Regions from separate parts of the Mus musculus genome. Here all the other regions are linked to region 4. The links are chromatin contacts, called in public Hi-C and HiChIP or PLAC-seq maps. All regions are on one chromosome and are shown on one strand. The core of a region is the stretch at or near the end of the contact, and the rest is flanking DNA. Distances in the headings are between cores, read along the strand shown.

Region 1 (5,178 bases), core at 2,222-4,721, 340 kb after region 4:
AGGCAAGCTAAGGAAACTTGGTGAGAACCTATCTCAAAAAACAAACTGCAGGGCAGTGGTGATGACTGCATTTAATCCCAGCACTCAGGAGGCACAGGCAAGCTGATGATCTCTGTGAGTTCAAGGCCAGCCTTGGTCTATGTAGTTGAGTTCCTATACAGCCAGGGCTACATAATGAGACTCTGTCTCAAAACAAACAAAACTTAAAGAATGCTTTGTGTTTTTTTTTCTTTTAAAGATTTATTTATTCGTGTATTTCTTTTTAAAGATTTATTTATTTATTATATGTAAGTACATTGTAGCTGTCTTCAGACACTCCAGAAGAGGGAGTCAGATCTTGTTACGGATGGTTGTGAGCCACCATGTGGTTGCTGGGATTTGAACTCTGGACCTTCGGAAGAGCAGTTGGGTGCTCTAACCCACTGAGCCATCTCACCAGCCCCTATTCGTGTATTTTTATGTAGATGGGTGCTCTATCTGCATGTACACCTGCATGACAGAAGAGGATATCAGCTCCATTATGGATGCTTGCGAACTCCTGGCTGCTGGGAATTGAACTCAGGACCTCTGGAAGAGCAGCCAGTGCTCTTAACCACTGAGCCATCTCTTCCGCCCACTTGGGTTATTTTGGTTTTTTGTTTGTTTTTTGTTTTTTGAACTTAGGCTACTCTAACAAGATCTCTACTTGCTGTCGCTAAAGTCACTCTGTCATGATCAAAGAAACTGAAAGTAACCGGTTACAACTTGGACTTTTCTCACCTTTCAAACTGCAAAGAAGAGAAAAGTAGCTCTCTACATCTCTGAGGACCCAGCACATGCTCGGCCATCTCCACACTCAAAAGAGTTCAGACATCAAAGTTCTGTTCTGGAACCAAAGCACCTTCTATGGGAACCAACACCAGCTTCTCCCCACAGCCCCAAGCTGTCTGGGACTCTCTGCCAAGAGTGTACAGGAGACAACACCGCCCTCACCAGGCAAGGTATGGGTCAGGGTTTATGGATCATGGCAACATTTTTATGCCTCTATAATAAAGGAGACAAATAACTAGCTCTGGGGAGCTGAGACACATCCTTTTAAATGTCTGCTTGCTCTAATAACAAGAGGACAATTAATAATGACTATTTATAGAGCAAGTACAGTGTACTAAATAAACACTGTCCTGGGTTCTTTACAAATAGGGCATTTTGGTTAGCCTTCGGGGAATTCTGAGGGAAGAGTTTTTAGTCCCCACTTCATAGGAAACTGAAGCTTAAATAGATTGTGAGTCCTACAGATCAGAGAATCTGAAGGACGATGTCAATGATGATGACGATGACAATGGTAATGATAATAATAATGATAAATGGTGGTGACCTGGACTCCAAGATTCTTGCCTCTGTGGCTCTATGTTTCAAAATGAAAAAGGAAGCCAGAGATTTGAAGAAACTGAAGAATCCTCCTAGCTAGCAAAAGCAATGCTTTTGGGCCATCAAAAAGGCTCAGCAGATAACGATGCTTGCGGCTAAGCCTGATGACCTGAGTTCAAGCCCTGAGATCCACGGGGTGGAAGCAGAGAACTGACTCCTGTAAATTGTCCTCTGACCTCTACGTGAGCACTGTGGCATACACACACACATACACACACACACACACACACACACACACACACTGATTAAGTAGATGAATAAATATAATTATTTAAAGTGGTACTTTTAAAAAGTTGACTTCCTGTAGGCCAGTAGAAGAAAAAGACAAAAGGCCATTAATACACCACATCTGGCAGTCCAAAGGCACAAAGACCATCCATCGCCCATTGTCCTCACCCCTGCTTCCTGACGTCACCATTTTCCCAATGATCGTTATCTTAGGATATCAAAATGAAATGACCCCTCCAGAGCAAACTCCCAGAGAAGAGCAGTCCACGCAGCTGGAGAGCTCACTCAAGCAGGAAGGAAAAGAAATCTGTGGCAGGAAGCGGAGCTTATCTAAAAACACAGTGTCACTGTTCAATGTGTGAACACCCTAGCCCCACAGCACTTCAACCCAAAGCTAGCTTTGCCTCCCCTGCTATTATATTAGCACACATTGCTAAAACCTGGTCCCTCAACTTTCTCCACGTGTGTAATGACAGCTCAGAAAAGTTACACAGCCAATGCTGACTCTCAGTTTCTCTTTCGCTTGAAGAAGGGGGCGAGGGCTGTGTGTAACTCAGTGGCAGAGTGTCTTCAACAGTGTGAAGAGAGAACGGAAGAGGGGGAGAAAGAGGAGAGGGAGGGGGAGGGGAAGAGAAGGAGGAGAGAGAATGGGAAAGAGGGGAGAGAGAGAGGGAAAGGAGGAAGGGAAGAGTGCGAGGTCACAGGTCAAAGGACTACACCTGAACAAAAAAAGACTTAACAGGAAAATCACTAAGGATAGAACTCATGAGGGCGGTGACCAGACACAAACTCTTAACACCAAGCAGCCTGTGGCTGGCAGAAATCTTAAATTCAGTAGTGAAACACATAGGGCTTTCATTTTTCAGGACATCACCCAAAACAAACGGAACCAGTAAACCAAAAGGCAGCCTGACTGAGAGACAATTGCTCAGTGTCAACATACACTAACAAGAGAAAGAAACACTAAGGGAATAAGTTGCTTGAAAGGTCTGCTCTCCAACAAAACAAGAATAAAAGAACTTAATGCATCCACACTGAAAAATCATCACTTCTCCGGGATGCCAGAAGGAATAACTTATTCTCCACCCTGCGGCCACCCTGTAATAATTTCTCAAAAGAAAGGACCAACTCAAGACAGAGTAAGGTCAGGCTTGAGAATTCCCCCTCCCCTGTCTTGCTCATACCCCTGCAGGCCTGGCCCAGGCTCTCCTATCAGAACCCCTTTGGGAGTCCAAGGGAAGACAGGAATGTGATGATGGGCTGGGAACCAAGGCCATGGGGCCACCAACCCTCATGCAAGCAGCCACCCATGCTGTTGGAGACCCCTAAGGAGTTCTGTAGAAAGTCGGAAGCGGTCTGCAGGTGGCCCTCCACGGCTACGCTGACAATGGCAACTCGCCCAACTCCACTGCCCCTCACACTGGTCCCCTGACACCTCCCAGCTGAGGTTCCCCGCCCCCAGACCCCAGTCTGCACCCCACACCCAAGCTGGCCAGGCTCCTCTGATTGACAGCTGCTCCAGCCTGGGCTACTCCGACACCAGCCCTCCGGCCTCGGGGGTACCCCAAGACGGAGGGATTCAGGGACCAGGATCTGGAAGGCTTTGGGTCCAATCCCCACTCCCCTCAGCGTCCTGGGCTCACCTCCCCGGTAGCTTGGCGCTCCTCTTCCAGAACTGCTTGCTGTTCTCGGCGGCCATCTCTCCGGCCCGGGGGAAGGCCTGGTCGGTGGGTCACGGGGGGGCCCCGCGACAGGCCCCCGGGACCCCGCAATCTGAGGGCCAGCCCAGGCCGCTTCCCCGCCGCCGGTCACCCGCTCCCAGCTCCTGGGGGCGCCATCTTGGATGTGGGCACTCCCCCCGCCCAACACCGTTGCCATTGGTGGGCTGAGCAGGCCGGTGGGCGGATGGACCAATGAGGATCCCGGATCCTGCGGGCCGCTGAAGGCCCGCGGCAACGTCAGGGGCTGGGCACACAGGTGGGCCGGGGAGGCGGGGCTTAGATGGGCAGGAAGGCGGGGCTGAAAGTTCCTACTCCCCGGAGGCAGAGAACCAGGTACTGCGAGGAAGAAGTAGATGGGACTGTTGCCTTTGATGGGCTGAGGTTCTGGGGTTGTCTTGGTGGAGAGGGGTAAGGAGAAACCATAACATTTGTATACATTAGTCTTTAAAGGAAGGCCTCATGTAATAATGAACATTTTTTAATGTCCCTCACCTCAATGGCACCCAGGGTGGTTACCCCCCCACCCCCCCACCCCCGCCTTGTTCCCTTATGGTCCTAGTTTCGCAGAGGACAGTTCCGGCCATACCCCAGTGCGGGTAACTGTTGTATGAGTAGCAGTTGATTTATCAGACTCCCCCTTTCTTCCGCTAACTGAACTTCGTGATGTAATCCCTTCTTCGGGTCTGACTCTTTCTGGTTATGAGGATCCAGATACTGAGAAGTCATGCTTAGGAAATACTAATTTATCCTCCAAGTAGCATTTTCTCTAGGGACGTTGTTCATCCCCATGGCAACAATCAGGAAGATGAAGGATGTACCCCCAATATCCTCAACTCCTTTATTAACTGGCTATAAATCTTCCATCTATAGATTCATTTTTCAATCTAATTTTGACTCAAAATGAGATCTAATTTTAGCATGTTGTCTCCTTTGGGTGTCATGTTAATGACTACCTCTCTTTTTTGAGTGTGTTCTGGGACATTTGGGGGAAGATGGAGGGTACTTCCTTTTTCTACTCCGAAGAAATGTTTGTTCAGACAAGGAACTGTGGATATGTGCGAGCTACTGCTCAATCCATCTCTGTACTAACACCCTAGGGTTTCTAAATATTGAAAAATACATTACATTTATTCAGTGTGTGTGTGTGTGTGAGAGAGAGAGAGAGAGGAGAGAGAGAGAGAGAGAGAGAGAGAGAGAGAGAGAGAGAGAGGTCAAAGGAGAACTTCAGTTTTCTCTTCTCACCGAACTCAGGTCGTCAAGACTGGCTGTAAGCCCCTATACCCATTGAGCCATCTTGCTGGCCCAACATACTGGCAAATTCTCAAGGCTCCTTCTTTTCCCACCTAAAGAAACACCTTCTATATGTCCCTCAGTGATTTCTTTTTACATAGACATTACTCCCAGTTTTCAGGCTTCTTTTGCTTGCTAATGTTAAAAGACTAGGACTGTAGACCTGAACAGGTGGCCCAGGGGTTAAAAGCATGTGCTGCCCTTTCAGAGGACCTGAGTTCGGTTCCCAAGTACCCACAACAGGTGGCTCATAATGGCCTGAAATTCCAGATCCAAGGGATCAGACACCCTTTTTTGGCTTCTGTGGACATTGCATACATGTTGTTAACACACATACACACACACACCACATACACACACACACCACATACACACACACACCACATACACACACACACACACAAATAAAAGTAAACATGATAGGAGGCTGGGGAGATGGCTCAGAGGTTAAGAGCACTGACTGCTCTTCCAGAGGTCCTGAGTTCAAATCCCAGCAACCACATGGTAGCTCACAACCATCTGTAATTGGATC
Region 2 (4,887 bases), core at 2,032-4,531, 380 kb before region 4:
GTTTCTTGTCCTTGCTGGCCTTGTTATCATTGTCCCTGGGCCATAGTCATCAAAGTGCATACCACTGAGGCTTTGATTGGCCTGTGGCTCGTACGCTAAGTATCTCCTAGTGTGCTTGCTCCACTGTAATTTCTATTCTAATGTCTGTTCTTTGGTTGGTTGGGTGCCAGGATTCCCCATCTGCTAGGGAGTTGCTCTCACTGAGCGATGCTCCCGGTCCTTGATTTCTTAATGGCATTGACAATGTGTTTGAGTCAGTGTTCAGTACCATCAGCCCTACTGTTGGTCATCACACAGCATGTTTATGGTGCTGTTCACACTCGGCTGTAACATAGAAGCTTTGGTGTTTAACTGGCTTCATGTAACAGTGTAACGGTCCACGTGGCTGCTCCTGCTTGTGAAGTGGACCCTTCTTATGGGTTCATCATGGTTTGGGGGCTCGTTGGCATCTACTGCATCTAGCAGATACAGGTCATAGAGGCAGAATGAGAAGTTATAGCTCATTCTAAGAAGCCCTGGCTTGTATAGTGTGGCTTCCTCCCACTCACATGCCACTGGGGACGAAACAGCCTGTCCACAGGAGTGTGACTAGAACACCACTAGTCAGGGAATATGAGTCCTGTGAGCACCTTGGCTATAAGGTAGGGAAACAAGCTATTATCAGCTAACTAGTACTCCAGAGCTTTCATACATTGTATCTCCTTGTCTGGAGACAAAGTGCCTTTTGGGATATTGCCCTTGTTCATTTGGTTTTAAGATTTATTTATTTTATGTATATGAGAACACCATTGCTCTCTTCAGACACACACTTCGTCCCCAGTGGCATGTGAGTGGGAGGAAGCCACACTATACAAGCCAGGGCTTCTTAGAATGAGCTATAACTTCTCATTCTGCCTCTATGACCTGTATCTGCTAGATGCAGTAGATGCCAACGAGCCCCCAAACCATGATGAACACCAGAAGAGGGCATCAGATGCCATTACAGATGGTTATGAGCCACCATGTGGTTGCTGGGAATTGAACTCAGGACCTCTGGAAGAGCAGTTGGTGCTCTTAACCACTGCCATCTCTCCAGCCCATCCCCTTGTTTTATAAAAGAGGAAGTAGTTTGAGAGAAGAGGCATCTTTCCCATGGAGCAGAGGCCAAGTTTTCATTCAGACTCTGAGACAGAGCACACGCTTTACAGATCACAGTATTACTGAAGAACACCAAACTCCCTGTGTGGAAAGTCATGGGAACAGGGTGGTTACTTTGTTCTAGTCTGCTGGGACCCTTTACAAACAATGGCATGCCTCTAGCCCAGTGAGCCACCTGCCCCAGTCCTCTCTCCAGAGCTAGACTGGATCCCCCACAGCTCACCGTCTTTGGCATTAAAAAAAAAAAGATTTATTTTTATTTACTTTATGTATATGAGTGTTTTATCTGCATATGTACCTGCATGCCAAAAGAGGGCATTAGACTCCATTACAGATGGTTGTGAGCCACCATGTGGCTGCTGGGATTTGAACTCAGGACCTTTGAAAGAGTAGCCAGTGCTCTTAACCACTGAGCCATCTCTCCGGCCCCATCCTTGGCATTCTTGAAGCCTTCGCTGTCATTTGTATGTTTCTTTATAAGCCTCCATCCAGGGAGCACCACAAGCCTTCACAAGAGCACGCTTGCCATACACAGAATCTCCTCTGTGCAGATTCTCTAAGTGCTTTTGCTTGGCCATCAGCATCTTATTGGTTTGTTTCCATTCATTGATGGACTTAAATAATTAACAAGCTCTCAACTTCGATTGTGACACACAGGCTCTCTGGTAGTGGTTTACATATTAATAAGCTGAGAACTTTTGATGTATCAGAACTAACAAGAAGGAAAAGGAAGGCAAGATTCTGTTGACTCCATTAGAATCAGTGGGAACCACAGTTAGGATTTTACATGTATAGATGTAATCAGCTCGCTGTACCTCTACCATCTGTGTGGTCCCTTGGGTCTTTCAGCAGATGTTAAGAGAAGATCCTTTTAGCATGGAGAACTGCAGTCTCCTGTTCCTGAGAGGTAGCACGCACGGTAAGAGTGGTTGGGTGCACAGAGCTCTGGTTGGCCTGCTCTGGTTTGCTTCCGAGGTGAAGATGCTCTTTCCTATTGGGAAAGTCTGGCTTTAGTATTGGCAGTTTTGTTTTTTTAAACTTTTTTGTAGCTCTTGTTCTTCTCATATTCTCTTACCCTGAACCTTCAGACCTTATAGTCAAGTTATTCTCCTCTCTCTTCTAAATTGTTGGAACCTAATCGTTTTTAACAGTTTGCAAACAGCACACGGAACATTAAACAATTCAGGGGACCTGGGCAGAGAGCACAACTGACCTTCCCATCTTCCTGTGCAGTCCTCAGAGGTGCTGCCTCTGACTGTATGTAGGCTTTCTGGTTTGTTTCCTGTTAACCTCTGTACTATCAACAGCATTTATTCTCTGTTTATTCACCAGCTTTATTCGTTCCCAGGTATAAAAGAGGAAGGAATTTTAAACCACTCATTTCTGGGTTACTTTTTTTTTTTTTCTTTTTAGTACTACTGCAGTTTGTCTTTTTAAAACAGTGTACCTGCCCTCTACTTTCTGGCCCATCCTTTAAGGACAGAAGCTCTTGCCTTTCCACTGTGTTGATAAGGAAGTGGATTCTGTGTGTTTTGCTCTGTCTCTCTGAACTTCTCACTTTTGTCTGTCTTTTCTTTCCCCTCCTTCTGTCAGCTGGCTATATTAATATTGTAAAGGTCTGTGATACTTAGTTATAACTCAGAGTTAAACTTTCTGTTGGCGCCGGGCGGTGGTGGCGCACGCCTTTAATCCCAGCACTTGGGAGGCAGAGACAGGTGGATTTCTGAGTTCGAGGCCAGCCTGGTCTACAAAGTGAGTTCCAGGACAGCCAGGGCTATACAGAGACCCTGTCTCAAAAAACCAAAAAAAAAAAAAAAAAAACCAGCAACTTTCTGTTGGCCATAAAGACCCTGAAAGGAAACCACTCAGAAGTCACTGTGATGTTCTGATTATATAAACATTGTCTAAAACATGTCTGGTAATTGGTCAGTGAGGGAGCCTCTGAGCACCCACCCTCCTGAGCAGAGCTTCGCGGCTCTGAGCAGGTGGGTGAGGCTTTCTGTGAGTGCTCAGAAGGAGCAGAGCCACCGCCAAGTAGCTGCCATTTAGCCAGCTTTCTCTTGCCCGAGCTTCCTTACTGCTTGGTTTCCTCCTCAGCAGAGCTCCAGGAACTTGCTGTTCGTCCACTGATTGGTTCTGGGCAGACTGCTTCCTACACCTCCTCTGCAGCTGTGATGGAAATGCCTTGTCTTTCCTACGTAGGCTGGCATGTCCTCCATTCCTTTTCTTGTACAGCATGGTGAAGGGTTAACAATACCCTTTCTCTGTGAGTGAGATACTGACCATGGAGCCAGTTCCCTTGCTTGGCCCATTAGACACCTCCCAGAGGTGTGCTGTTAGGGCAGTGCTTTATATAAAACTATCCCTGGTCCATAAATAGCCTCCTGCCTGGGAGGCTGCACAGGCGTGGTTAGAAGCTTGCAGCTGGGCCTCCCCCAGAGTGATGGCTTCATAACTGTCCCTGCTGTCCTGGGACAGAGCCCATGGGCTGCGGCAAGGGAAATTGCTTTGTGTTTGGAGTGTGAGGTTTACCCTTAAGGGTCTCCACCTGCCTGTTACTGAGTCACACTCACTACTTATCATGTGCAGGACACACACTTGTGTAAATTGCTACAAGGAAGAACCCCCTAGTGCTATCCTGGTGGTTGGTTCCTTTTCCATTCTCTCTCATGGGTTACCCTGAAGCTCAGTATAGATCGCTTGGTCCTTTGAGGCAGAACATTTAGTCAATCATTGATAGACACTATTGTAGGGTAGATCCGTAGATTTTTTTTCAGAAAAGGAATGTCAAAAGCAGATAATAGGAATTTTTACGTGTCTGAATCACAGTTTGACATGGATTGAGTTCCTCCAGGAGTTCATTCCTGTGTAAAATTCATCCTTGGAGAACCTCAGACTTCCTGCCATCTACTGTCTAACGTTGCTGAGGACAAGTCTGCTGCTGGCCCAATTCTTGTTTCTGTAGAGGCTTCTAGGCATGTCCCATCATCCTTGCAGGCCTGACGACTCTCAGTGCCATGGCTTAACACATGCTGCTGGCTAGCCGCCGTACACAGGTGGCTTCAGGTTGAAGATCCATCTAGTTGACAGTGTAGACAGCAGAGTGTTGCGCCTGTGCATTTTGTAAAATCTCATTAAGGCCTTCATTCGACCGAGTCTGTCGTCCGGTCAGCATCATCCGGTTATTGCACTGTCTGTTGCTCTTGCATCATTTACACTTTTTATCACGACTAATTTTGAGGTTGTGTATCCTGTGAAAGTCAGTGGACAGCTTGCAGAAGGGAGTCCGTGGGGCGTGGGGCCAGTCTCTTGCTCAGGTCCCTGAGCTTGCAGCTTGCAGGAGGGAGTCCGTGGGGCGTGGGGCCAGGCTCTGGCTCAAGTCCCTGAGCTTGCTGACAGGTGCCTGTGCCTGCTGAGGACACCTAACTGGCCTTGTTTACCATGGGTGGGCTTTGCTGCACAGCTCCAGCTAGATTGAAACTTATTGTGAAGACCAGGGTCTCCTCAAATTTGTGGAATCCTCCTGCCTCTTGAGTTGCTAGTATGACAGATGTGAACCACCATACCTGGCTTCCCTCTGTGTTTCTTTGAAGCCATATTCGAGGCTTCCAGAAATAGTGAAAAGTAAAAATGTCTGCACTGGGAGCCACCTTTGTCTAAAGCCCCCCAATGTTGCCTTGGGGTCCCCTGGGGCCAGCCATTGATAATCCAAGGCTTTGAATTGTTCTCTGTCTTTTTCTCTGCCTAACT
Region 3 (4,907 bases), core at 1,950-4,449, 340 kb before region 4:
TTGGTCAGTGACAATTAGTGAACACATGCATTCCTTCTAACCCTTACTTTTGGTCTGCACTTTCACATTTCTGAAGTATTGATTCAGACTAGAGACACGGTTCAGAAGTTAGGAGCAGTGGCTGCTCAGACAGAGGACCAGATTCTGTTCCGTCACCCTATAGTGGCTCAGACCATCTGAACTCCACTTCCAATGGCTCTGACACCCTCTTTTGGCTACTGCAGACACCAGGTACACATGCACACAGATAGTAAATGTAGCAAAAATCTCATGTGTAGAAATATTAACTATTATTTTTTTTAAAGTCCTGATAGTGTTCTGGTCTTTCTTAATTCCATTGTCAAGATGATCAACCGTCTTCCTGCTTTGGAACATGCAGACTTACTCTGTCGCCCTTCCTCCCTTCACCTTAGGCCATGGCTTCACTGTGTCTGGAGCCTGGGTTAATGTGTGGGGGGCACACTGGTCACCTTCCCTCCTGTCCTTTTCCCAGAGTAGTAGACGCTACCTACTTTCTTATGTCCGTTGTCCACGTATTTTCAACGTACTTTTGTAGGAACAGCACGAAATTGTCTTACTAGGCGTCCAGGGAACCTTTCCACTGCAGCCTGAGACACAGCACTCCTGGGCATCTCCTGCCCATCATTTCATCTTCCCTTCCTGCCATGCTGTGTGACCTGTGCTCTGGATCCCCTAACTCAGTGCTGTTGGAGCTGAGTCCTTTAGTAGAACATCCCAGGGAAGGGCGCTCTGCTAACGTCTTACTAATGCCATGGAGGTACCTTGTTTAAGATGTTAATGCAAGTGACTGTCTTCTGTCATACTCGCCGGGCAGTTTGGCTGGGAACTGGCTACTCCGTGAGCATGGGAAGGAAGGGCCCCCCATCTTATGACGCAGGATGTCTGATTCCATCTGCAGCTGACCTGCTGTCACCCTCTCTAGCGACACTGGCGAGCTTTGGTGTGAATGTTCCTTACTACGTGCCTACGGGGAACAACTCCATCCTGTGTGCCAGGGAGGGCCCTGCCTGCCTGCCTGCCTGCCTGCCTGCCTGCCTGCCTGCCGTGCCTCCCCAGCTGGACTCTCCTCTTCTCTCACAGGAGCGTCTGACTGTATTGTGGCTTTCCTGTTCTGCTTCCTTCTGCTCTTCCTTTGCCTCTGTTATTCCCGAGAAATTTCCTCCACTTAAGTCTTCTAACCTCTTCGTTTAATTATTTATTTCAGCTGGTGTTCTTAATTTGCAGAAATATTTTCTTGTTTCAAAACAGCTCTCTTCATATCATTTTATTATTTCAGGGGAATCATGCTTTATTTTCTGTGAGGATAGCGGTTTTGTTGTACGGATTAAGTCATATCTATACCCACTGAGTCATTTTCTTCTCTGTTTGCCTCCAGCCTTTATGTACAGTCTTTTCTTGCTGGTGCTTGACAGATTGTTCACCTTTAAACAGCTTACATTGAGAAAGCTAGCTGGAAGTGTTCTGTCTGCAGATGGTCCTGTGGACACGTTCACAGTTACCAGGCAGGGCCTACTGTGTCCCTGGGAGACCCCTGCCACGCAGCCCGGACAGCACATCACTGCCTCCTGGTGGCTTTTTACTGGGATGCTTTTTGACCTGGGTATGACCAACTCCATTACATATACAGGGTGGGAGCTCAGCTGCCTCTACAGGGAGTCCCTAGTCATCTGTATCATCTGGGCAGCACCCCTTGGTTTCTCACACTGCTGGATTTTGCCAATGGTTCGCCTTTAACTGGGATCAGCTGGTGTCTGTTGCACCATAAGAATACAAGCTCCTAGAGAATGGGGGACCAGGAAATCCCACAGCTTGCTTATCCTGTCCTGCCTCAGCTCTCTATGGGGTTCACAGCACTGCCTTACTCCCAGACAAGTGTGGGTCCCAGAGCCAGGTGACAGAGTGGCTGTGACCCACACTTGTCACTCCTGTTGATGGGCTCTCATTGGGCCCTATTTTAGATCTCCGACTTGATATCCGTGATGGTTTGTAATCCTCACTCCTCAGCAGGGGCTTTAGAAAGATTGTCTTAAGCTCTTGTTTTCTGACTTGTTTAATCAGTACTGTGGAAACATCGCTTTCCTTTCTGAAGCTTGTGTGTGTGTGTGTGTGTGTGTGTGTGTGTGTGTGTGTGTGCACGCACGCGAGCACCCGTGCATTCGTGTGCGTGCATATGCATGTGTTGCTTACACCCTTGTGCATGTAGAAATCAAAAGAGAGCTTATAGGAGTCCTTTCTCCCCTTCCTGAGTTGCAGACTTAGCGTCATTACCCACTGAACCATCACTGCTCCAATAGAGCAGCAGAGAATCGTTCTCTCTCTCTGGTTTTTTGTTTTTTTTTTTTTTTTTTTTTTTTTTTTTTTTGGTGTTTTGAGACAGAGTTTCTCTGTGTAGCCCTGGCTGTCCTGGAACTCACTTTGTAGACCAGGCTGGCTTCGAACTCAGAAATCCGCCTGCCTCTGCCTCCCAATTGCCGGGATTAAAGGCGTGCGCCACCACTGCCTGGCTGGGATTTTTGATAGGTCATAAATCTCAAGTGAAGACCACATCTGTTTTCTGGCCCATTGCTCCTGTTCAGATCCTTCATCCAAGCCTAGATAATGCAGTCACAAATGTGTCCTCACCCAGGACAGGGAACCACCAAAGCCAGCATGGTGAACCAATGAGTTTTATTGGGGTTACTGCAGGAGCAGAAATGACTCAAAGACAGCTGCATCACCAGCTCCAGAGTAGTTGCCAGCTCACAGAGCTGGGAACCTGGAGTTCACTGCACAGCCAGTGGGCAGCTCAACAGGCTGGAGAATGTCTTTTCCAGACAGCTGAGGCAATCTGAGCCTCTTCTAGGCAGCTGAGTCTTCCAGTCAGTGTCTCTGATCAGTCCTTTCTGATTTATACACTCAGAGAGGGAAGGACCCTTTGAATCTGGTCAGTTTCAGGGATTTCCTGAAGCCTTTGAGTCGGTTACTTCCTGAACTTGAGCTTCCCTGAGGATGGAACTTAGAACTTCCCTCCAAGATGGAGGTTTGAAAGAATCGCTGCCCATCAACCTAGTTCTGGTTAGGGGAGCCATCGTGTCCCTTCCTGAGATGTGCTGCCCAGGCAGTGTGTCATCATGGCCATGAAGCCTATGGGAATGGCCCAGCCTCGGCTGGTCTGGCATCACGGTGCTGGGGTTTTTGCTTCTATGAGATCTTACTCCAAGCAGTGTTCTCTGAGGTCACACCGCAGTTATAAACAAGGCTCGAGTAACATTCCAAACCCCCCGTTTCCTCTCGGGGATTCACTGGAAGTTATTTTGACAAAGTCTAGGGAACACTCTGGAAGCTGGTGCAGGGCGGGGGTGGGGTGCTCATCTCTGAGTGCCCTGAGTGGGCTTCTTCCCACTTTGCTCTCTGGATCGGTGTCTGGTTCTGGTGGCAATGAGATCATATATTCAACTCTCAGGCCGTGTTAGTGGAAATGAAGTCTAATGTGATTAGATACTAATGCAATGTAATGGAGGATTGGTATTAAATTGAGACCTTCTGATCTTATTACTCCACAAACTCTGGCTCCCTCCTGATCAGCCGTTGCCCTGCCCAGAGCCCCAGGCCAGGCAGAAGCTGAAATGAAGAGAAGAGGGCACCTGTCTGCCAAGGACACTTAACAGGCTTTCGCTCAGGAGCTCCAGCAGAGGCACAGGTCTGACACTGGGCCTGCCTACAAGCCTGGAATCCTGGGCTCTGTGGGGCCTGGGAGGGCTCACATGCAGTCTTTACTTTAAGTCCAAAGTCTCTGGAGCAATGAGGCGCAGGGCTAGAAATACCCCTCCCACCCTGTCCTCCAAATGAGACCCAATGAAGGCTACAGCTGTTGTGTGTCCCAATCCCGGCCAGCTGGAACGTGTACCCAACCAACCTCCTTTAGGGCTGAGGCCAGAGTTCTGATGCCTCACACAGTCCCTAAATGCTAGGCTCAGAGCCACACTTGTGGGACCCCACAGCCATGCAGACTTCTCCTCACATGCAGTGTCCCATAGGAAAGTGAGAACTCACACCCACACCCACACGTGCACACACTGGGAAGCAGGGCAGAGAGGCGTGGGGGGGGGGAGGGCAGGTGAGTTGTCTTTATGTGTGAGTAATAGTGTTTTTACAGAGAGAGTAATTTTTCTTACTCTGTTTTCAAAAACCTGCTTCCAGAGGCAGAGGCTCTGTGCACAGGATGGTAATGACTTTTTAATGACCTTAAGAGGACTGGTGTCCGGGCAGCAGTGAATCCGGCTCAGTGGGAGGCGCATGGGGAGAAGGAAGATGGAGCACCTGAAACCAAGTGGGGAAGACCAACTGCAGATACATATATTTCCTTTGCTAGTATTGCTTGGTAATTAGACAATTACAGGAAACAGCTTCACAGCAGCTGGCATTTCCACAGTGGGAGGAGGGACGGCAGCAACCGTGGGCTCCTCACATGGATGATAGAAGACAGGACGGGAGCTTGCAGGCACAGTACATCCCATGAGGGCAGGAGCAGGGCTCCACCTGCGTGCCTAGTGGCTTCTAGGGAGCTAGTTCAGCCCAGACAGAGGAGGAGGACTTGTCTTTAGACTGTCTGTCTGGGTTGCAGCTGGGATGATGGTGACAGTCAATGGGTGATGTGCTTGCTGTGTGACCCTGAGGAGCCAAGCTTGGATCCTAGCACCCACTTAAAAGCCAGGCATAGCAGTGCATGCCTGAACTCCATGCTGCTGTGCAGGGAGGCAGGCAAGAGTCTGGAGCTCACTAGCTAGCTGGTCTCACTGAAAGGCAAGTTCTAGGTTCAGCGAAAGACATCTCCAACAGTAGGGTGGACTGGACGGCAATAGAGGCCTTAGACCCCTGACCTCCCTGTGCACATGAGCACTACACAC
Region 4 (4,963 bases), core at 2,259-4,758:
TGGAAAGATTGCATTATCCTTAGTCTTGAGCTATACAATTTATAACACAAGTTAACTGCTTACTAATTAGCAGCTGGGGCCATTAATTGGCTATTTGTTAGGGCTCGAATTAATAAACTGGTCTTTCAGCGGGGTCATAACTCTCACCGTTCCTCATCCTTTCCCAGCTTCCCTCCTCCCCTTGACCAGAACTCAGCCTGCTGTGCGATCCAATCAATACCTGCCACCGTATGATTTTCAGACGCAATCTACTTCTCCAGGAGGCGACGGCACCATTGGGGCCAGGCCGAGTCTCTTCGAACTTGCACTCTTCCTTGCTTCCCTTGCAGGCTCTGACTCACAAGAGGAGAGCAGAAGAGACCAGAGAGCTGTTTAGGAATTGTGGTGTCATTAGAGACCTCAGCTACCCACCCATGCCGGACCCTGTCCCAGGACCCTGCTTCCCTAGCTCATCTCAGACACAACCAGAGTTGGCTAGTTCTGGGAACTTACTGGGGTCCAAGTGCTGAGGCTTCTCTGAGAAGGAAGGCTTTCTTCAGTGAGGAAGTGATGGTGGTCCCCAGATCCCCTGCTGCAGACTGATCCCATGCCTTGTGATTCCTTATGGTCCCCCCCCCCCCAGGGACATTCCTGCAGGTCTTGGGGTCTAGCTCTCATGCTCCCACATTCTTACCAGACTCATGTGTGGTCCAGAGCACTGTTCTAGTGCTTGTAGAAACTAGGAGATGCTGGCTCTTATGCTAGTTTCACAGCAAGAATTATGGAAGTGTGGCTAGTCGCCTCTGGGCTTGCATACCTGCAGCTTGGGAACCTTAGGAGGAAGGCACAAAGCTGTTCAGCCTGGCTACTTAGGATCCTTAGCATCTCTGTGAACAAGAGTAAGTCCTTAAGATGCCTGACAGTGCCCGACACAAAACCTCTGTCCCTGTAGCAGGTACCCAGTTCTCTCAACCACTGCTAGGTAGAAGTCCCACCTGCTTGATATCTGGGTGACAGTGAGGCCCAGACAGCTTAGGGCTGGACCACAAGCCTGGTGGTCCTCTGCATTCTCTGAGGTTGGCTGCCACTGTCAATTCTGAGGTTCAGTCCCAGGCAGCAGGCCTGGAATACTGTGGGGAGGAAATGACTGAGTTGACAGGCACACATGAACAGGCTGTCGAGGTGTTTACACTACACACAGCGAGTATTCACAAGTGGATTAGCACAGCAAATGTTCAATCCCAGCCTGCCAGGCTCTGGACTTCTGCTCTCCTCCTCCCTAGCCCTCCACCACAAGGCCTCGTTCTTTTCCAGGCCAATATGTGTTCAGACAGTATACCCATCCTCTCTGCTAGGCCAGAGAAAAGCAATTTGATGCTGTTTGGGGTTGGGAAAGGAATACAACAGTTTCCCAGAATAGGCAAAGCCAGAGAGAGCCTGACTCATCAAGGATGACTCCCTGGGAGCTTCCTGGGGGATTCTGGAAGCTTCCCAATAATGGCAACAGGACAATAAACCAAGCTACTCACCATCACCCCCTCATCTGATACCACTTCCCTTTCAGACTGAGTGGGAGAGGTAGGTGGGAAGACATTGGACGTCTGTGGATCATATCATGCATTTCCCTTCGAGTTAACGGAAGGCTGAGCACGTGGAAGGTAGCTTTGGACTGGGGGATCTGGCCCACGATGGACATCATTCATTCATTCATTCATTCATTCAATAAATCTCTAGTTGGCATCTGCTGAGTTGAGTTTGGACACCCTTAACTGAGCATTGGACTCCCACCCCTAGTAAGAGTAGGAAAGAAACAAAGGAGCCAGGAACAAGGGCGGGTAGCCTGGATGAACCATAAGCAAACTGAGAAGAGTCAGGCTGATGGCGCCCCTCCCCATCTACCAGGCAACACCTTGTGCTTTCCACTCCTCCTTAACAGGTTATGTTTGCCCAGGAGGGTCAGAGGAGAAACATCCCGGTGGGAGTGGGCTTGGAGAGGGAGGGATTTATAATTAATATTTTTAATTCATGCGCTGATTTACATGCAAGAGAATCAACTCTTTGGGTGATCAGAAACAGGTCTTTGAGTTTGGACAGATGCCTGAGGTCATGGACCCACCATTGCAGCAGATCCTGAACAGGATCTAACCTCCGAGCTTGTTAGCTGCTGCGGCTGTGCTGTCCGCGCTCCCACGGGCCGCTCTAGTACAATCCCTGCGCTCACGCCGAGATAAATAACGGCGACAGGTGGAGCAGGTAAGATTAGCAGGACCGGGTTGGAGGGAGGACGCTATCGGAGGCGCCAGGGAGGTCGTGCGCCTCTCTGCCCAGCCCACGCCCCTCCCCAAGGGCGTCTGGAAGGAACTACATCTTGGTCACAGCTTCGGGGAGGGCCGGGTTAAGGTGACGGAGTCTCGAAGTGGGGGGAGACAGGCTTCCCGGCTTGGCTGCAGGAAGCGCGAGCACCCCTAGGGCACTTGGCCACGCCTGAGGTCTCACGGGTAGGCAGGATTTGAGAGAAGCGGGCTGAAGGGGACCCTGGGTGTCCCTGTGGAGCTCTGGCACTGGGGTCTTGCTGGCAAACCTGTTGGCAACCTGTGGGCCTCAGCTAGGACACTGCAAGCTGCAAGCGCGTCCTCCTCCTCAGTGCCTCTGGCAGCGTCCCCGGCGCCCGACCCGGGGAGAGGCCGAGGCAGCTTGGAAAGGGGCTGGGGCTCTGCCAGGGGCGGGTAGTGGTGGTGGAGGTGGCGGGATTCCCAAGCCGAGCCAACATCCCTGCAGAGCGACAGCAGGCAACCGCCTCTCGCGCCAGCTCTGGTCTAGGAGAAGCAGACGCCTTGGCCTTTCCCTCCGATCCTAGGCTCCAGTATCACCTTCTCCAAAGTGCAAAACATTCATTAAGTGTCCAGTGCCCTGCAGGCTTGCGTCCCAGCAACCAGCCGCCGGTGCTTGCCCGGCGAGCGTGCGGCGAGCGTTTGCACCCGGCCAGGGCTTTGCCAGCCTGGGCTGTGCAAGGGAGGGCGGAGAGCGTGTGCGAGTGCGCGGCTGCAGAGCCCGCGCCGAACCCACGTTCCCGCTACTGTCCTCGGGATAGATGGATCCATTGCTGCTTTCTGACATTTTTCTGCCAGGGGGCTGGTGGGGGAGGCGGAGATAGGGAGAGAGAGATGGGGGGGGCGGGGAAAGAGAGAGAGAGAGAGAGAGAGAGAGAGAGAGAGAGAGAGAGAGAGAGAGAGAGAGACTGCTTCCCCCAGCCCTGTTTTGTTTTCTCTAATTGGTCCTGGGGGAAGCAAGGAAATTGGACAGAGGCTGGGCCGGGCGAGCTGGGCTGCCTTTAATTGGCTCCCCTTTTTTTAACTGGAGGGGAATCAAACAGGAGAGCGAGCGAGCGACAAAGGGTGGGAGAGCGAGAGACCGATCGCGGAGATGGGAGGAGGGAAGAAGGGAGGAGGGAGAGCGGGAGGCGGGGTGGTGGTGATGGGGAGGTGGAGGAAGCGCGGAATGAAAAGCTCGGAGGGACCAGAAAGCAGCACAGCGAAGCCCAAGTTAGGGAGCGAGCGGAGCGCTCCCGCGGCCCCGGAGCCGGAGTGGCCGCGGTGCCCCGGAGCCCGCCCGGCCCCGCCCGCTGGGGCCCTCTCGGGCCCAGGCCGCCGGGAGGGGGGCGGGGACGCCCAACTTGGGGCGCGGCGCAGCCCCGCTCTCCCGAGATCGCGGAGCCCGGGAATGCCACGGCGGCGGCCAGACGGCGGGAGAGGAGCGGGGAGAGAGGAGGCGGCCAGCAGCTCCTGAGCCCGGGCCTCCGCAAGAGCGCGAATTATTTTCAAAGGACTCAAACTTTCCTCTTTCCCTTGCTGGCTGCGGTCCCTCTTGCTTTGGAACCGTTCTCTGGATTCCCGCGGGGGCGCCGGGACGCGATCGCCTCCCCCGGATTCCTCGGCGGCGGCTCGGCTAACTTCGCGGACTCGGGGACCCGGAGCGCTCGCCCCGCTGCCGAACCTAGTCCTCGCTGCTCCAGCGCTCCAGAGGACCGGGACCCGGCGCCCTCGCCTCCGGGAAGGGCGCCCAGCCCGGCTCCCTTGGGTCGGGCTGCGGAGCCCTCCACACCTACTGCAGGACTGGAGCCAGCGGATTAACCAAAGCAGAGTCCGGGCCTCCTGGCCTGGCTCCGCGGAGGGGCGTCCCCTGGGCGGGGAAAAGACAAGTTTGTCAGGCATCGGTGGCCTGTTGGATCGGAGCGCGGCCGCCGCAGCAGAGAGGTCCCCCCGCGTTCAGCACCCTCGGTGGACAGCCCTGGGGACCTAGGACTGCTCGGTGGCCGAGCTTTCTGGGCCAGGGAGCTGGCTGCTGCGCCCGGTGCGCAGAGGCTTCAAGGTCTGGGGCAGCGCCCCCTGCGTCTCCACCCGGGCAGCCGCCCTGTGGGAAGAGGACAGAGCCGAGTCGCGGCTTGCTCAGACTCCTAGTCTCGGTCGCCGCCCTCTCCGTCGCGACTCAGGGAAAAGGAGGGAACGCAGAGGGCAAAGCGGTGCCCCGGCGGATGCGCCCCCCGCCGCCTCTCAGGCTGCGCCGCCTCGCGGGGATGAAGCACTGGCCGTGAAGATGGAGGTGACCTGTCTTCTACTTCTGGCGCTTATCCCCTTCCACTGTCGGGGACAAGGAGTCTATGGTAAGAGCCAGCGTCCCGCTCTACCCTGGCGGAGCCGCCCGGAAACTTTACAAGATCTTGCTCAAAGTGCGCGCTGCCGGGGCTTGGTGGATGCACTGATGGCCGCGTCTCCGCCCTCGCCTGGGCGCCGGGAGACCGAGCAGGCTGCTCCCGAGCCCAAGAAGCGGTCCTAGGCTATTGGTGTGAGGCTGGGGATGCCGGGGTAAGGTCTCGGCTTTCCGAAATCTTTCCAGGGGTTAGAGAGATCCGGAAGTCTTGGGAGAATAATACAGTGAGCTCAGGAGACCCGGGAAGAGCCCAAGCTCTGGGCTGGGGCAGCTGTTC

What was found. Hi-C and Micro-C count contacts between places; a contact is called where the count stands out from the background. HiChIP or PLAC-seq counts read pairs in DNA pulled down with a chosen protein or histone mark.
Region 1: an H3K4me3 HiChIP or PLAC-seq map of stem cell-derived neural progenitor cells shows a contact between it and region 4, with 46 read pairs. The contact joins the promoter of Tbc1d22b here to the promoter of Mdga1 in region 4. A contact is called at or near these places in 1 of 39 promoter capture datasets (embryonic stem cells), 2 of 15 datasets of contacts at CTCF or cohesin (embryonic stem cells and large pre-B cells), 32 of 484 Hi-C or Micro-C datasets (the BV-2 cell line, CD4 T cells, the CH12 cell line and 16 more), 20 of 115 datasets of contacts at active chromatin or transcription factors (the 230-238 cell line, T-cell acute lymphoblastic leukemia, Th17 cells and 11 more) and 3 of 9 other capture datasets (adipose tissue, embryonic stem cells and macrophages).
Region 2: an H3K27ac HiChIP or PLAC-seq map of extraembryonic endoderm stem cells shows a contact between it and region 4, with 9 times the contacts expected there. The contact joins the enhancer-like site here to the promoter of Mdga1 in region 4. A contact is called at or near these places in 2 of 484 Hi-C or Micro-C datasets (the N1E-115 cell line and myocytes), 15 of 115 datasets of contacts at active chromatin or transcription factors (embryonic basal ganglia, embryonic forebrain, embryonic hindbrain and 7 more) and 2 of 9 other capture datasets (adipose tissue and liver).
Region 3: a Hi-C map of muscle stem cells shows a contact between it and region 4, with 3 times the contacts expected there. The contact joins the enhancer-like site here to the promoter of Mdga1 in region 4. A contact is called at or near these places in 11 of 484 Hi-C or Micro-C datasets (embryonic fibroblasts, embryonic stem cells, muscle stem cells and 4 more), 13 of 115 datasets of contacts at active chromatin or transcription factors (embryonic basal ganglia, embryonic forebrain, embryonic hindbrain and 7 more) and 2 of 9 other capture datasets (adipose tissue and embryonic stem cells).

Annotation. Positions count from the first base shown.
Region 1 is chr17:29,548,095-29,553,272 of GRCm38.p6, reverse strand. It overlaps Tbc1d22b (TBC1 domain family, member 22B), which reads right to left and starts at 3,471. Exons shown (of 13, transcript NM_198647.1): 1 at 3,279-3,471. The coding sequence starts at 3,334. It overlaps Tmem217 (transmembrane protein 217), which reads left to right and starts at 3,680. Exons shown (of 3, transcript NM_001162901.1): 1 at 3,680-3,764.
Region 2 is chr17:30,268,260-30,273,146 of GRCm38.p6, reverse strand. The region is part of intron 9 of Btbd9 (BTB (POZ) domain containing 9); the gene reads left to right. Among named protein-coding and RNA genes, the nearest start is that of Zfand3, 270 kb to the right of the region's middle. Within about 2 kb of position 3,281, at least 13 of the 459 cell types and tissues checked have an H3K27ac peak or open chromatin away from gene starts, as enhancers often do. A contact at or near this core is called in extraembryonic endoderm stem cells, where this site is marked.
Region 3 is chr17:30,229,558-30,234,464 of GRCm38.p6, reverse strand. The region is part of intron 9 of Btbd9 (BTB (POZ) domain containing 9); the gene reads left to right. Among named protein-coding and RNA genes, the nearest start is that of Zfand3, 230 kb to the right of the region's middle. Within about 2 kb of position 3,199, at least 4 of the 459 cell types and tissues checked have an H3K27ac peak or open chromatin away from gene starts, as enhancers often do. A contact at or near this core is called in muscle stem cells, where this site is marked.
Region 4 is chr17:29,887,123-29,892,085 of GRCm38.p6, reverse strand. Mdga1 (MAM domain containing glycosylphosphatidylinositol anchor 1) reads left to right here and starts at 3,508. Exons shown (of 17, transcript NM_001368423.1): 1 at 3,508-4,639. The coding sequence starts at 4,573. Gm41559 (a long non-coding RNA gene) reads right to left here and starts at 2,185. Exons shown (of 3, transcript XR_003952341.1): 1 at 2,096-2,185; 2 at 221-1,109.